Linked DNA regions of Mus musculus: regions 2, 3 and 4 are each linked to region 1. Evidence: chromatin contacts called from public ChIA-PET and HiChIP or PLAC-seq data. All regions are on one chromosome and are shown on one strand. Each heading gives the region's core, a stretch centred on a gene start, on an enhancer-like site or on the middle of the called end of the contact. The rest is flanking DNA. Distances are from core to core; before and after follow the strand shown.

The links. ChIA-PET counts read pairs in DNA pulled down with a chosen protein or histone mark. HiChIP or PLAC-seq counts read pairs in DNA pulled down with a chosen protein or histone mark.
Region 2: a FOXA1 HiChIP or PLAC-seq map of pancreatic cancer cells shows a contact between it and region 1. The contact joins the promoter of 4930573C15Rik here to the promoter of Pan3 in region 1. A contact is called at or near these places in 4 of 39 promoter capture datasets (the C10 cell line, erythroid cells, hippocampal neurons and 1 more), 1 of 484 Hi-C or Micro-C datasets (large pre-B cells) and 1 of 115 datasets of contacts at active chromatin or transcription factors (pancreatic cancer cells).
Region 3: a contact with region 1 is called in an RNA polymerase II ChIA-PET map of memory CD8 T cells, with 6 read pairs. The contact joins the enhancer-like site here to the promoter of Pan3 in region 1. A contact is called at or near these places in 2 of 484 Hi-C or Micro-C datasets (CD4 T cells and CD8 T cells), 4 of 115 datasets of contacts at active chromatin or transcription factors (bone marrow-derived macrophages, memory CD8 T cells, pancreatic cancer cells and 1 more) and 2 of 9 other capture datasets (adipose tissue and liver).
Region 4: a contact with region 1 is called in an H3K4me3 HiChIP or PLAC-seq map of bone marrow-derived macrophages, with 5 times the contacts expected there. The contact joins the promoter of Mtus2 here to the promoter of Pan3 in region 1. A contact is called at or near these places in 1 of 39 promoter capture datasets (second pharyngeal arch cranial neural crest), 2 of 484 Hi-C or Micro-C datasets (embryonic fibroblasts and ventral hippocampal neurons) and 6 of 115 datasets of contacts at active chromatin or transcription factors (bone marrow-derived macrophages, embryonic forebrain, extraembryonic endoderm stem cells and 3 more).

Annotation. Positions count from the first base shown.
Region 1 is chr5:147,428,847-147,431,485 of GRCm38.p6, forward strand. It overlaps Pan3 (PAN3 poly(A) specific ribonuclease subunit), which reads left to right and starts at 1,310. Exons shown (of 19, transcript NM_028291.5): 1 at 1,310-2,163. The coding sequence starts at 1,734.
Region 2 is chr5:146,702,537-146,705,175 of GRCm38.p6, forward strand. 4930573C15Rik (a long non-coding RNA gene) reads left to right here and starts at 1,301. Exons shown (of 2, transcript XR_868703.2): 1 at 1,301-1,651.
Region 3 is chr5:146,770,949-146,773,587 of GRCm38.p6, forward strand. The region is part of intron 1 of Usp12 (ubiquitin specific peptidase 12); the gene reads right to left. Among named protein-coding and RNA genes, the nearest start is that of Usp12, 23 kb to the right of the region's middle. Within about 2 kb of position 1,288, at least 72 of the 459 cell types and tissues checked have an H3K27ac peak or open chromatin away from gene starts, as enhancers often do. A contact at or near this core is called in CD8 T cells, adipose tissue, liver and 1 more, where this site is marked.
Region 4 is chr5:147,955,988-147,958,626 of GRCm38.p6, forward strand. It overlaps Mtus2 (microtubule associated tumor suppressor candidate 2), which reads left to right and starts at 1,333. Exons shown (of 15, transcript NM_001359503.1): 1 at 1,333-1,734.

The sequences.
Region 1 (2,639 bases), core at 60-2,559:
GGGACATTTTTATGAACCACTTCGCTCATTATGAAGTGGATACTTACTTAATCTCAAATGTACAAAGGAGACACAGAGAAGCAAGCAGGTTCCAAAGGCAGGTCTGAATTCAAGGATGCTGTAAACACTCTCCCCACTCCCCAACAGTTCTCAGTAGGAGTTCAACTCTTTAAATCCCCTCTAACAGCTGATGTTAACACTAGACACTAATTCACATCTTATGCCTCATTAGCCGGAGGATAAATAAGCCCTCTGAATTCAGGTCCGACTGCATCTGGTTAACTTTTGCATCCCCAGCTCCTTGGGAACATGTAATTAACATTAACAAATACCTGTTGGATATTTAAATGAGTGAACACTGCGTCCACGCAGAGATAGCAGCTTAGAATTTCCCTGGGCAGCATCACTAGGCTTACCAGATTGGGATCTATATAGCATGCATCTCAACCTCACCCTTTTGGCAGTGTGAAACTTTATATATTCTTTTGTGACTTCGTCAGGCTGCCACGATTCCTTAAATGCTGCCCACACCCGTCCTTTTCATAACAGGGATTTGTCTTTTGAGAAAATCTTTTAGAGAAGATTTCTAAAACCCTAATATCAATTTTTCACTTCACTGCGGTTCAATTGTCTTCACGCCTCTCCCCTTTAAAAAAAGGTGGTGGTGGGGGGAGCAAATTGGAAATCAATGAGGGGAAAACTTTTTTTTAAAAAGTGAATTTCGAATGCAGAGTAGGAAAACATTCCAGCACATTTGGAATTGGGTCTTCCCGTGCTGCCAAGGTAGCACTGTCCCAGGTGGCACCTTTGAGAGAAAAAAATCCCGAGGGCCATCAAAGCGGAGGAAACAGGTGCTGCTCTAAGCAGGGGTTTGGTGGCATCCAGGGTTCTGGCTCCATCTTTTGACAAAGAGCCCAGAAGCTAAGGCTATCTGGCCAGTAGTCCATCACCTTCGAGGGGGAGGATTTAAAAAAAAAAAACAAAAAAAAAAAAACAAAGGCTAGAGGGGTGGCGGAGCACAGGGAAAGGGAGAGGAAACGTGACAAACGGAAGCAAACTCTCCTCTCCGGGGAGCGAGGTTGGGCTGCGTCCCCTTCCAAGGACCTGAGACGGACTGTCATTTTGTGTTTTCCCCTCCAAGCGGACTACCACCGGGTCTCGTGAGAGCCTCGGCGCCGCCGCCGTGGGGAAGGCCTCCCTCCGAGGGCTCGGGCTGAAGCAACCGCCTCCGGTCAGCTCGCGGACGCCCCGTGGGGGCCACGCCTGCGGTCCCCCACCCCCGGGCCAGGCCTCCTACCCACAAGGCCCCGCGCCACTCGCGCAGGCGCAGAGGCGGCGAGCGTCTCAGGAAGAGGAAAATGGCATAAACAAGTCGGGAGGACCCGGAGCGCGAGCCGACGAGCGAGCGGAGGGCAAGAGTTTAAAAACAAACCGGCGGCTCCCTCCCGCCGTGCCTTTGCCCCACAGCTTCCGGTCGCCGCCGCCTCAGGGTCGTTTCTCCCCGCAGCCCCGGCCGCGCGCCCACCGCGGCGTCCCGCGCGGCCCCTTTAAGGACAGCGGAGAGGGAGAGGGAGAATCCCTGCTCGCCGCCCGCCCGCCCTTCCCCCTCCCCGGGCGGCTCCGGCTCCCTCAGCGGGGCCCAACCCGCCCGCCCGGCTTCCATCCGGCTCCGGCGGCGGCTCCTTCCCGCCCTCGTCTATGGTGGCGGCGGGGGACGCGGCTGCGGCGTGGCCATGAACAGTGGCGGCGGCGGTGGCCTCCCGCCGCCCTCGGCCGCTGCCTCGCCGTCGTCGTCCTCGCTGGCGGCGGCCGTGGCGGTGGCGGTGGCGGCCTCGTCGGGCGTCGGGGGCGTCCCCGGCGGGCCGGCGGCGGCGGCGGGCGTGAAGCTCAAGTACTGCCGCTACTACGCCAAGGACAAGACGTGCTTCTACGGCGAGGAGTGTCAGTTCCTGCACGAGGACCCAGCCGCCGGCGCGGCCCCGGGGCTTGGCCTCCATAGCAACAGCGTCCCGCTGGCGCTAGCGGCCGCGGCCGGGGCCGCCTTTCCTCCGGGAGCGCTCCCGGGCGGGGGAGCGGGGCCGCCCGCGGGGCCCAAGAAGCCGGAGCTGGGCGTCCCGGGGGCGGCGACCGCGGGCGGCGGACTCGATGGCCCGCGGGTGGCGAGTAAGTGAGGCCCGGGCGGGGTGGTGCGGTGCGGGGTTGGTGCGGTCCGGGCGCGGGGAGGAGGCCTGAGCCTGCCCGCTTCCCCTCACCTCCGGGCCGCAGGAGAGGCCTAGGCCCTGCGCAGCCCTCCTTCCTTCTTCCTGTTTCCTCTCTGGGCTCCGCCGCTCGGGGCAAACCCCGGAGCTAGGGGAGGCGGGTTCCCGGGAGCGTGGGTGGACGGACGGTCGTGGTGTAATTGGGGTGGGGTGGGGGGCGCTGGGAGTGGGGTGCGGGGAGCAGGGGGGATGGGCTGCGGAGTGGAAGCAAGGGGGTGTCGCTTCCGGGTTTGTGTGTGTGTGTGTGTGTGTGTGTGTGCGCGCGCGCGCGCGTGTGCGTGGAAAGGGGCTGGGTCTGCGAGCACATGTGTCGGTGCGTGCTCGCGTGGAGCGCGGGCTGCCGAAAGTTGCCGGCTGGGAACTCCTTCTAAAGGATGTCCG
Region 2 (2,639 bases), core at 51-2,550, 730 kb before region 1:
TGATGGCTACTCAGACTCAGCCTGGCACTAGGGGTGCAACAGAGGTTATTTTAAGATATTATTTGGGTAAAGGCAAAGAGAAAAGGTGCTGTTTAAGGGGTTCCCATAAGCCCCAGGAATGGTATGAATGGTTTAAAGTGTCCAACGATCTTGTCAGTACCCTACGTTCAGAGACCTGCTTGGAGACCTGCTTCCCCCCTTTGCAGCTGCCAGACTTTCCCCTTTAACTGTAGAGAGTGGAATTTTTCTCACTCCCTTACAACCAAATGCACTACTAGGTACATAAGTGAGAGACACCATTGAAATAAAATAAGAGACCTCTGCAGGTCAAGGGGAAGACTTTGGGAGTCTCACTGTGTAACCCCCTGATAGTCTGGGACATGCTACGTAGAGCAGGATGCACTCAAACTCAAAGAGATCCTCCTGCCTCTGCCTCTCAAGTGCTGCCGTTAAAGACATTCAGGGTCCTCACCTGCCACACCATGGTTTTCTCGGTTTTCTCGAGGAAGGATCCAGATGCCCTTCGCTAGAGATCAAACTGACACAAACATGAGCTACCCTGCAGATTCCCCTGGAGACGTTTCAGTGTGCTTCCCGGGGCAGTTAGAGGACCTCAGAGATCATCTTGTTTGGATACGATGTAACATCTGTACCTGCAGCCCTTGTGATGTACCTAGGAGACTGATGTGGCTACAAAGTCTATTTGGTTCTCTTTTTTTTGGGGGGGGGGGTGGCGGGCTTCAAGACAGGGTTTCTCTGTGTATCCTTGGCTGTCCTGGAACTCACTCTGTAGACCAGGCTGGCCTTGAGCTCAGAAATCTGAAGAGACATGCCCTGTTCCAGCCCTGAACTGACTGCCTTAAAAATTTTTTTTTCTGGTCAATTCTGTCCCCCAAATCCACTTGTTCTAGGCCAAATGACTGAGAAGCAAGAGAGAAGGAAAAGCAAAGAAGGAAACAGCTGTCAATAGGACCATCTCTCACCTTTGCATCTGAGGGTTTTTTTTTTCATTATACATATGTCTAGGTTAAAAAAAATGATGTATCATCCCACAACTTATTAAAAAGAAGGGGGGAGTTGGTGGTGCTGGTGGTAGAGAAGGAGGAGGGGGAGAAGGAGAAGGGGAGGAGGGGAGGAAAGGGTAGAGGAGGAGGAGGAGAAAGAGGAAAGAGATGTATAGAAAGAGTATCCACAACACACGTGAAGCCAGTCACAGGCGCCACTCAGTCTGCAGCTGGCCCAAGTTTATCTCTGACCATCCCCCCGGCAGTTTGAAACATTACAGTTCACTGATAACCAGAAATGACTAAGCGCTAAGGCTGCTCAAATATCACCCCTGTAGCACCAATAAAAAACCCATAACTCCTGGCCTGGCAGAGAACTGTGGCCAGCACGCTGAGGAAGGGATGGTTATATTACCCAACCACGGGTTACAAATGGCTTTGTAATCAGTATCTTCCATACCCAGCTTAGCCCGAGTGGCCCTCAAGCCAGCACAGCCCCGTGGCAGACCAGAGGCCTTCCACTTCCTGGAAAGTGGATGTCTGAGAATTGATCATTCCTGGAGCTAGCTCTCTCAGAGCTCCGTTCCGTCTCCATTCAACCTGATGCTAACGACAGCAGGGTCTGGCTGGCCCCACTTCTACCATAAGTAAGAGAGTCACAGGGCAATGAGAATTTCTCAAGGAATCTGAAGGCCCCCTTCCCCAAACTAGGAAAGGGGCCACATGGCAGCTGGGACAAAGATTGCTGTAATTTTAAAAATGATTTTTATCATTATTTTTATATTATGTGTATGATGAAGGGGTGGTTTTATGTGTACAATTTTATGTGTACGATGAAGGGATGGTTATTTTACGTGTATGAATGTTTGCCTGTATGTGGCTATGCGCAACACATGCATGCAGTACCCAAGGAGGCCAGAAGAGGGCATCAGATTCCCCCTGGATCTGGAGATTAATATGGTTGTGTGCCAACTGAGAGCCAGAAACCCAACCCAGATCCTCTGTGAAAACAGCCAGTGTTTTTAACCACTGAGCCATCTCTCTGGCCCACATTGTTACTGTTTTAAAGAGTGGTGCCTAGGAGACAAACAAACGTAATTAATTTTTAAATCTAGGGCTAAAATGAGATGTGCAGATAGCCACTCCCATTGACCCAGGCCCAAGGGCTGATTGAGTACCTGGGTGAATCTGTCCTATGGCTTTGTTCCATGCTACCAGCAGACAACCAGTCAGTGATATTACTCAGTGGCTAAAAAGGATGGTCTCTCTCTCTCTCTCTCTCTCTCCCTCCCTCCCCCCTCTCTTTCTTTCTTTCTTTCTTTCTTTCTTTCTTTCTTTCTTTCTAAATTGGTGTCATGTGGATAGTAAGATGCACACATTCTAACAGAATGTTGTGTGTGTACATGTTTGTGCATGCAGCAGCCAGACAATCGTTGGTGAAGAGCGTTCCTGTGTCCTGGTGTCCCCATCCCCTTCCCACACTCAGTCAGTCAATCCCCTCAGCCTTTTGCTCCGACAGAAGTATTATCTGAACGTCTAGCGCTGTAGATTTGTGGTATCTGGTTTTAGAAGTTAAATAAACGTATTCACAGCCAGGGTACCCTTAAGTCTCTGGCTTTTTATCATTCAACATTA
Region 3 (2,639 bases), core at 38-2,537, 660 kb before region 1:
AGAGAGTTTTAGGACAGCCAGAGCTATTGCACAGAGAAATCCTGTGTGGACACCCTCACCCCCAAATATTTTATAAAAACCAATCGCATGAGAGGATGAAGCCACTATGGAAGGACAGACAGCAGGCACGCTAGAGCAGGACTGTGAAGCTGCAGCCCGAGTCTGCTCTGGGCCACAGCATTAAGTGGTTGAGCGGTGCGTCTCTGCCCAGACATGGGTTTCCTGAGGAACAGAACCCATGCCACTGTGCCCTCTTTCCATCTACAAGTAGGTAAGGCGGCCATTTCACCTCCCTAAAACATGGACAGGTGAGTCAATGTGGAACAGTCCGCCAAAGACCAACGACTAGAACAAAAGACAGGGAGGAACCAGCCTCACAGGTCAATATTGTTATTACAGAGAATTATGGTGTTAGATTGTATTAGATACAGATAATTAAGACACACAGATATAAGACCTTGCAGGCCACAAGCAAATGCCAGGTGCACCTCTCCTGAATGTCCAGGACAAATTTTTGGAAAGATGAGGACTTTCTATACAGAGAGATTATCACCAAAGGATGAAGGTGAAGCTGCAGAGACTGTGGCCATCACTCCGATAATAAGAAAGCAGTAATGTGCTAAACCCTGCTGGTAAAGCAAGGACACCACCTGACAACTTCCCTCTCAGACACGAAACACATCGAACAAGCCTTCCTTCTCCCTGTTTCAGAAATACAAAATCGCATGGAAGCAAGCTGATAACCTGTACTGTTCTCATGAAAAGAATTAACTTACTGTAGGATAAACCTTGTATCTGTAGAAATGCGCTAGAAATTAGAAATCTCCTGCATCCAATGTCCATAGCTAAGGCTGGGGGGGGGGGGTACTGACAAGGACATGTTACTTTGAAAAGTTGATTATGAACAATGTACATGTTTATGTGAGAAATAAATGAATGTCCAGCATTCAGACCTGCTATATAGGAAATTTAAGTACACATTGTGTTTGCACACTACAGTTTATGCTAAACTATTATTTCTTGCTTTTCTTGCTGTTTAAATAAATGGGAAAGTTCAATAAATCTTTCTCAGTTTCCTGCTCCAACCTTATTTTAGAAGCTAGCGCTTCTCATTGCCAGGTTGAACATTGAACAGGGTCAGCTGAGGTCAAGGCATTAGAGAGATCGGCCAACCAGGAAGGAGAAAGCGGCTGAGGGGTGGGGAATCCCGCGTGACCTTGGGAGACTAAGAAAGCTTCAGGGGGGAAGGAAGCAGGCGCCCAGCTGGGAGGGTGTGAGCAGCAGGGAGGGTGCGAACACCTCAGCCCGCCTCAGCCCGAGAGCAGGCTGAGAACTCAAGTACAGGCCAGTGCAGACACCACAGCCTCACACCGTATGGAACGAAGCTTAACCCTCATACCTGTCCTAAAAACCCACTGAGATCAACAAATGATACAAGAAAAAAAACCATATTTATACTGTATTAAGAAGCACCAGAGAAAGAGAGTACGGGGTGGGATCAGAGAAGACTTCTTTTTTATTAAAAATAAATTTTATTTTATTTATTATTTTATATATATGAGTACATTGTAGCTGTACAGAAGGTTACAGGCCATGTGGTTTCTGGGAATTGAACTCAGGATCTCTGCTAGCTCCCGCCCAAAAATTTATATATTATTATATGTAAGTACACTGTACCTGTCTTCAGACACACCAGAAGAGGGCATCAGATCTCATTATGAATGGTTGTGAGCCACCATGTGGTTGCTGGGATTTGAACTCAGGACCTTCGGAAGAGCAGTCAGTGCTCTTAACCGCTAAGCCATCTTGCCAACCCAAGATGACTTCTAATTTGGTGTCTGCCAAAAGGCTGAGAAGTAGTGAAACTCCCAATCTGTGTATCTTGTCATCCTCTGGCCTTGCTTGTTGAATTTGATTCTTGAAATAAAAGCCACATGCACATCTAATGCTAGAACTCAGGAGGCTGCGGCCTATGGGTTCAATGGCATCCTGGTCCTCAGAGAGTTCTAGGCCAACTTGATCTACATAGAGTGTTCCAGAACAGGCATAGCGACATAGTGAGGCCCCCTGTGTAGAAAAGAAGAAGAGGAGGGAGAGGGGAGAAGGAGGAGGAGGAGAAGGAAGGAAGGCAGGCAGGCAGCAGCAACAGCAAAACAAAATAAAAACTCATGCTCCAACACTGACTGACCAGCCTATGAGAACAGAAGTAGACCACACTCTGGAATATTTGGGGCGCACATCAGAGGCCATGGTTTTTCCCTAGGGAGCCTTACTACAGCTACTTGGTTACGCCACAAATGCCTGCTATCCAGCCCACACCACAGACAGGCTGGCAGTGGAAGCTGCACTCCTGACCTAGTTCCCACATGAACCGCAGCATCGCCCGGAGTAACCAGGTAGCCTCTGTTTCCTCCCCAGCAAGGAAGGGAGCAGATGTAGAGCATGCACGCCCTCGGCACTGCCACCCAGAGTCTTACGTGGTGTCATTGAAGTAGAAACTGAAGGGTCTTTGGAAGTCGGTTGGATGGTGTTTTGCTGGGGCAAACAGGTGACGGAATGTTGCCTTAAAGTGTACACAGGTGTGAAAGGCTCAGGGGACATGGGAGAGACTCACATCGGTCAGCTGAGAAAACCTTAAA
Region 4 (2,639 bases), core at 83-2,582, 530 kb after region 1:
GCTCAAGGAAGAAGCTAACCAGAGCTTCTGTAGAGAGTTTAATGAACACTGTCAGCCGATGTGGTGGAAGATGGTCAGGTCTGCCTGTGGGATGGGGGTGGGGGTGGGATGAGTCCCTGGAGGAGTGGGAGTGGCCCGAGGAAGGAGCTGTAGCGCCAGGACCTCATTCCTTGCACCTGGGAGGCATGGGCTTCACAGAGCACCCAAATAGGAAAGTGAATGGCACAAAGGAGGCTTTACTATCTTTCTAGGTTTAAGTCAGGCTGGGGTTTGTGAGTTAGGGGAAGGGAGGGGCGAAGGCTTAAATGAAATGAGCTTAAAGTTTGATTTAGATTGGACTGGACTTTGTAATAACAGCCAGTCAGACCGCTTGTTAACACCCGAAGGTGACAGGAAAAGCGATAAAACGTGCCCTAGATTCCTCCAGAAGAAATGGGAGGCCACATAGAATAATGTAAAAAGACAGCCGTGTGAAAAGTGCTCTTTCATGATTTCCCTTCACAATATAGACCAGTTAGTACAAAAATTCAGCTGGTATAAAATGTTGCTCGGCACAGCAATGCTGGGGTGGGGGAGGGAGCCCATTTTCCCCACACTCCCGACCCCCAAGAGAAAGCGAGCAAGCACATCAGTAAGCCAGCATCTCATTGTCTTCTCTGTCAGTCTGTCCCAAATCTTGTGAGCCAGAGGCTGGAGAAGCCCCCCGGCTGTCTTCAGGCTTCCCAGGTGCGCTGCTTTCAGGCGACCTGGAAGGGCTACTGAGAAGTCCTGCGTTCATGTTTACTTCTGAGGAACGTTGTGAACTACGAAGCAGACAAGCTTGCGTTGAGACAAGAGTCTTTCAAGTGGGTAGCCGGCTATGCATTACCCCTAGATTTGGAGGCAGAGGCAAGAGGATATCTGTGAGTCTCAAGTGAGATCCTGCCTCAAACACCCCAACTCCCCCACCCCCACCCCCGCCAAACCCGCACACAATCACACACAAAACCCTTACAGAGACTTCTTTAGTCTCCTGTCCATCAGCCCCGCTACATCCCTTGCGAGTTCACCCGCTGGACCCCAATTCTTCCTGCTGCACGCAATTAAAAGAGGCTCTCTCTTCCGATTGGACCACAGCACATCCCACTCGTGGGAGTCAGGAGTCTAGGTCAGCGACCTCAGGCTGCTTCTCCTTTCTCTGGGGTCTGAGGCTGGATGCTCCGGACCACTGTGGTCCCGTGAGCTGCCGGGTCGTGTCGGGCCAGCAGAGGGCGCTCGGCTCCCCCCACGGGGCTCCGGACGAGAGGAGGCGCCGGGGCTCGCGAGCATCTCCGGGCGGCCGGGAGGGGGTGCGCGCCTCGGGCCGCTGCAGCCCGGCTTCTGTCACCGCGGACGGCACCTCACTGGAGGGTGGGCGGGAGCGGCGTCTTTGTCCGGCGAGGCGTCCTCAGCCCGGGCCATCCCTGTGATCAGAGCCCGGCGGCTTGGGCGGTGCCCAGTGGTGAAGTGCGCGGGCGGAGGGCTGGCTGCGGCCACGGCCCCAGGTACCCCGGTGCCCTAAGCTCGCCACCTGCGCCACCTCAGCCCGCGCTCTGTCAAGTTGCAGAAGACCCGGGTGGGTCAGGAGTCTGGACGCGTGGGCGCGTTGCAAACTCCAGCTGCGAAGGAGCTGCGTGCGGAGGTAGCCCGGCCCGGGATGCTCCCGGAGGCTGCTCTGGTCTCTCTGCACATCCTTCTTGGCTCCTCCAGACCCAGGTGAGCGACTGCTGTCCGCGCGTCCCGATCCGGCTGGAGACAGGTGCAGAGCGGGGCGGAGGCGGTGCCTTTTGCTGGCTTCTCTGGCATCAGAGAGCCCGCTCCCCGCTGCCCACATCTTCTGCTCCGCCGGAGAGAGGCTGCAACCCACTCGCACCTTCCGGGGATGTCAGGTTGAGCACGGTGTTTCAGAGGCGACAGCGGGTTAGCCTAAGCGAGCTCCCACCCCTCTCCACCCCCAGCTCGGGATAATTCGGTCCGTGTCTTCGTCTTAATTTAGCACCGATGTGTTATTTCCTTGGAGCCCTAGAATGGTAAGGCTTGCTCCATCCATTTTTCAACCCCCTTCATTCTGAGTCTGTGCAGGGAAAGGCTTGCAAGTGATGTTACTACCGTTCTATTTTAAATACAAACACCCAGAGAAGTACGCTTGGCGGCGTGCCAGAGGCGCCTGCACTCTTTTGTTATGTAAGTGCTTCACAGGAATATTTGCTGGTTGGTAAAGTTAGGAGCGGTTACCAGAGAACGTAAGAGCGCAGGAAGTCAGAGCCATAATTTCTGTCTTAGCTCAAAACTTTCCTTCAGGATAAGCATGAGATGGTTTTGGTATCATTTAAAGGCGACAGGAGGTCCTTTCAAAAGAAAAATTCATACCGTAGACTCTCAAGCGTTAAGACACAAAACAGGCTTTTTTTTTTTTTTTAAGTCTGTTATGAAAACCAGTGGGACGTCTCTGACAATAAATAGGTGGGAAGTGACTTAAAGAAATAGATCCCTGTCACATAGCCGTTTTGGCTTTTAAGTTGTTAGGTAGTTGTATTTTGCTGTCACGTGGACATAGCTAATCGTGTGTTGACAGTTATTAAAGATCTCTGCTCACACGTACCGTAATTTTTCAGGTACAA